2 separate regions of the Xenopus laevis genome follow, and region 1 is linked to region 2. The links are chromatin contacts, called in public Hi-C maps. All regions are on one chromosome and are shown on one strand. The core of a region is the stretch at or near the end of the contact, and the rest is flanking DNA. Distances in the headings are between cores, read along the strand shown.

What was found. Hi-C and Micro-C count contacts between places; a contact is called where the count stands out from the background.
Region 1: a contact with region 2 is called in a Hi-C map of the XL177 cell line, with 2.2 times the contacts expected there. A contact is called at or near these places in 3 of 4 Hi-C or Micro-C datasets (the XL177 cell line, the XTC cell line and animal cap).

What each region holds. Positions count from the first base shown.
Region 1 is chr1L:166,895,791-166,898,490 of Xenopus_laevis_v10.1, forward strand. ube2l3.L (ubiquitin-conjugating enzyme E2 L3) reads left to right here and starts at 1,381. Exons shown (of 4, transcript XM_018262049.2): 1 at 1,381-1,534. The coding sequence starts at 1,508.
Region 2 is chr1L:166,794,457-166,797,156 of Xenopus_laevis_v10.1, forward strand. It overlaps pi4ka.L (phosphatidylinositol 4-kinase alpha), which reads left to right. Exons shown (of 57, transcript XR_005962038.1): 51 at 1,471-1,596; 52 at 1,686-1,806; 53 at 2,141-2,300. Among protein-coding and RNA genes, the nearest start is that of serpind1.L, 36 kb to the left of the region's middle.

The sequences.
Region 1 (2,700 bases), core at 131-2,630, 100 kb after region 2:
GCTGGCGTAAATTTGCTAGAGAAGTGGACCTATTCTAGTGCTACTTTGCACCCTTATGCCAGGCGAAGTTGCGCTATGGTGAAGGGACTTAACTACGCTAACTTGCGCATTTTACTAAACGTTACCTCTTGCGCCAGACTTGCCTTCGCCACCTCAGACGAGGCGAAGTGCAATAGAGTAGATAGGGCTTGCTTCAAAAAAAGATGCTGGTGTCTTTTACTTTTTTAAGGGTGATAGGCTAAAAAAGATCGTAAATTTTTTTGGAAGTACCCTCCTTCCCCCCTACATTTCCTAACATATGGCACCTAAACTATACAGTGGGCACATGTATAGGGCAAAATAACAACTCTATTTTATTTTATAAAGCTTTCCCAGGCTTGTGTAGTGTAATGTATTTGCTGCTACATATACGTCCATTCTACTTTAACTTGGCGCCGTATGCAAATTAGGCATCGCTAGCGTAACTTCGCTTTGCTTGACGAATTAACGCTAGCGCAACTTCGCAACCTTACGCTTGCCCTGAGCGCAACTTCGGATTTTAGTGAATTAGCTGCGCCCTGGCGATACTACGCCTGGCGAAGTGCGGCAAAGGCATCACTAGCGTATTTTCGGCGCTTAGTGAATTTGTCCCTAAACGTTAACCTCAAGGTGAACCATCCCTTTAAGACCTGTAAATTAGACTCAATAGATCCCTAGTCAGCTGTCTCTTTATCTAAATATTGTTCTGTATGTTGTAACTGGCCTGCACACTTCTGTTCACTATGTGATTCAATTATAAATGCCTGGTAATTATAAAACTTGAACAATTTATTACACACATCGCCTGAAATTTTGCACACTTCACCAACATTGTAAACACTTTCATAAAGAGTAGAGTTTAGCTTTCGAACAATATGTGGGATTTTGAATCAAATGTGACGACTACAAAGCACTTTCTGTTAAAATAAAATAGGGATGCACCGAATCCTTCTACCCGACCGAACCGAATCCTAATTTGCATATGGAAGTAAAAATGTTTTCCCCTTCCCACCCCTAATTTCGCAAAGGATTTGGGGGTTCGGCTGAATCCAAAGTAGTGGATTTGGTGCATCCCTAAAATAAAACGAGGGTATATTTTATTGCAGCTACGGTAAACTCGCAATCAGATATCCCACTAGCCTTCCTCACTCGTTTCAGGTATTACACAAATTCACAGATAACTGAAGGTGAAAGAATGGGCCACGACTTGGGAGTATCAATACTGTATATAGATAACTGGTTGCCTTTTGCGTGCCTTCTGCCCTGTCTTTGTCCATAAAAGGCAAATATATTAGTATAAGCGAAATAGAGCCAGGCACTTGCAGATTTATTGTAAAAAGTTTTATTTCACGACTTGTCTGTGTCGGGCAAAGCCCTTTATCAATAGACCCATTCCCTCCCGCGGTTACCCGGTGACCCGTCCCAGGCGCACCAGGAAGTGCCGGCCCTTTAGCCGTGATGCATTGTGGGAGCTTTCCTCAGATCCAAGATGGCGGCCAGCAGGAGGCTGATGAAGGTAATGGGGGAAATAGGGTGTCTCTTTCATTCGTTTGATTGTGTTAAGGCAACTTATATCGAAGTCCTGTCACGGGCCAAGCCAGTACCAAGTTCTGACATCATATAGAAAGATGCGCACACCTGCTAAAGCTGGGCTACAAGTTCCCGGCCTCACCCTGCGCCGTCGCCGGTCCGGCACTCCTTGGTCCCATGTCACAGGAAGAGGGTGTGTAAGGACGGGTGGGTGTGATCAGCTTTAGTTAACTCAGAAAATGCTGAGCTATCCCCGAGCAGTTCCTGGTTCGGTCCCCTTATATCTAATCCACTGACCTGTGCTGAGTGGGGAAGTCTGACAGCAGAGATGTGGCAGCGGAGCCCCCGAAGCGTCTAACAGCGGCGTATTATTCCTGATAATCGGTCAGACGCGCATTAATCACCTTTAGATACAGATTCAAATAGGGCGTCATATGGGCGCCGGGCAGCGCTTCCACAGTTCTTGTCTGTATTGGGCGCACGCTTGTGGTTTAAGGAGGTGGGCCCCGTGCGATGATTTAAGCCTTGGGCTGGGAAAATGACTCGAAAGTTGTCGAAACGTGTATTATTTCAACCACCATTTTGATGTACTGCTTATCGGTTAAAAAGGGAAATTATTTTATTAGCATCGTTTACTTTCACTTTCTCAAATTGATCAGTTTATTCAGCTCTGACAGGCGTTTCTTTATTAGCACTTCATAAATACTACTTGAAACTCCCATGCTGCTTGCCCAAATGAAACCTGTGTAAACTGGAATGGAAACCCCCGTGTGAGCAGCTTTATAGTAGGGAATAGCAAGTGTTCAACATACAGCCTCTCTCTCAGATAAGGAAGTTGGAATCCAAGAAAACTTTTACACAACACTTTACAGGCTCCACACATGGTTCATCCAATGTGCCTATAACATTCATGTTCTTGCCATGTTGTAGATGTAGTACCCAGACCTCCTTATACACTTATTCACAAACACTGTGCAGTATACCAAGGTTGAGCAAGCAGTGGCTTTCACAGTCACCAGTTGTTGGATACTAGCAGCTCGTGGGCAACCCATATGTATATAGATATTGAACATCAAGCTCCGTTAATAACAACAAATATTTATTTCACTTAGTGATGATGGCCCTATAATTGATACTAACGTGTACACAATT
Region 2 (2,700 bases), core at 40-2,539:
TGTTCCACTATCAACATACCTGTAAGCTCTATGGTTTGCAGCCCACAGTTCATTACTTTATATGCTGTTTGTTCTTCAATTCACTGCCATAACTAGAGCTAATGGGCCCAGAACCAAATGTCATTAACTCCCAAACAATAGGAAGGTGACAAATAGGCCCCTACTGTATCCTCAACACTAAGGGTAGGGACACACTGGGCGATTTGGGGAGATTTAGTCGCCTGGCGACTAATCGCCGCGACTTTTCTCCCCGAATGCCTCCCCTCGCTCTGCGCCTGGCTAAAATGAAAAATCGCCTGCGCTAATCACACGCGGCGATTCGTTTTCCGAAATCGCCCGAAGTTGCCTCACGAGGAAACTTCGGGCGACTTCGGAAAACGAATCGCCGCGTGTGATTAGCGCAGGCGATTTTTCATTTTAGCCAGGCGCAGAGCGAGGGGAGGCATTCGGGGAAGATTGGTCGTGGAAAGTCGCAGCGATTAGTCGCCAGGCGACTAAATCTCCCCAAATCGCCCAGTGTGTCCCTACCCTTAGGGTACAAGCAAATTGCTTGTACAAGTATCATGGTTTCCTGTGGAACCAAGTATGTTTGCATATTAAAAAAATAACTTATATCTGTATGTGTTCAGATAGTGTTTATGTGCCTTTTCTTTATAAACCCAGCTGAATGAGCTCATTTCATGAAGGGGTGGTATATGTTCTCTTTAATTAGCTTGTCTTACTCCCACTTTATGGTCAGTCCATTAGGTTTGTTTTCAGTGGACTGGGAGGTCAAGGATCCTTCACACAACTTTGGTAAAGATTCAGTGGTTTGCCTTTAGTCGCCATTTAGCTCTGCACTGTTTTATCCACCCTGTATTGTCCCTGTAACTTCTACTATGTTTGTCATTGACAAGCAGCCAATTGTCATGTATACATTTTAACTGAAGCACCAACACATTATTCTAACAATGTGTTGTTTTGGTTTCTTTTATTCCATATCAAAACAATAAAGCATTACCCATAAAAAAAACTAAGGTCTGAAGTTACAGCTATGTACATGAAAGAAGCTCAACCCAGGGGGCAGTTATTACACAGTGGGGTTTAAAAAATATACTGAAAAGAATGAAGAATCAGCCCAGTTTGGCTAGTTTTAGTCTTCAGTATACAACCCACATAAACATATTGTATGATCTGTGTATTCTGAATGGAAAAGCTGTGAAAATGGGGATTGGCTGCATAGGAATAACCAAACTATACAGGTCCAAGTCCAACTCCCGGTCAGGCAGTGACCCTCTAAACACACCAATCAACTGCTGACTGTATTTTGATTGATCCCACACACACACAGTGTTGTCTAAGAAAGAACATTTTGTTGGATCTTTGATTAATGTTCTGTTGCTCAAGAAGACAAATCGTACATGTATGTAGTTTTGGCAGGTTGTACAGAAGCAGAATATTTAGGAAGCATTCTTACTATGTTCATTACAGTGTGGAGTTATTGAATGTATACCAGACTGCACCTCGCGGGACCAGCTTGGTCGTCAAACAGATTTTGGCATGTATGATTATTTCACTCGGCAGTATGGGGACGAGTCCGCTCTCGCATTCCAAAAGGTACATTGTTTCAGCTCCTGTTTAGTCTCAGAGTTCATAATTTGCATTTCTTAGAAATTGCATTTAACACCCTCACTTTTTTTCCTCAGGCTCGATATAACTTTATCCGAAGTATGGCAGCCTACAGCCTCCTGCTGTTTCTGCTCCAGATTAAAGATCGACATAATGGAAATATCATGTTGGATAAAAAGGGGCATATTATACACATTGGTTAGTTCTACACTATCTACATGTCATGTTCTGCACTAATAAGAACAATTCCAACCGATTTTCCCCTTATAATTAGCATCTTTCTTTCTTATTACATGTCCCTATCTCTTGCCAGTAGGGTTGCCACCTGGCTGGTATTTTACCGGCCTGGTCGGTAAAAATGATGGTTGCTCCCAATGTTATTAATAGGGAAAAAAGATAAATAAATAGGAAAGCCGGTATTTTTTTCCAGAAAAGGTGGCAAACCTACTTGCCAGTCTCTCATTATCAGTACCAAGTTTTCCTTCTCTTCTGTGCCACCCTTCTGACAGTATAGTGTATTTTCTTCCTACAGATTTTGGCTTCATGTTTGAGAGCTCCCCGGGGGGCAACCTGGGATGGGAGCCAGATATAAAGCTGACTGATGAGATGGTAATGATTATGGGAGGCAAGATGGAAGCCACACCTTTCAAATGGTTCATGGAGATGTGCGTGCGTGGCTACTTAGCTGTAAGGTATGATAGAAGCATGAGCCGCTGGGTCTAAGCCAGTTTATCACAGTCTCCTACTTGTTAGTAGTTGGTTATGATAATACAGAACAGAATGAACTAACAATGCAGGTAATAAAACAACCTGAACTTGAAATCAACCTGAAATATTCAGAAAGAAATTAGGAAAATGACACACATTCATAATAGTTTTAGTGATTGGTGACAGGATTCCTTCTAACTGTGAGATCAACCCTGGAAATTATTTCCATGTTCTTTGTAACAATAAAACAGAATCTTGTACTTTTTTTCAAACTAAGATATAATTAATCCTTACTGGAAGCAAACCAGCCTATTGAGTTTATGTAATGCTTAAAAGATTTTCTAGTAGACTGAAGATATGAAGATCCCAATCACAGAAAGATCC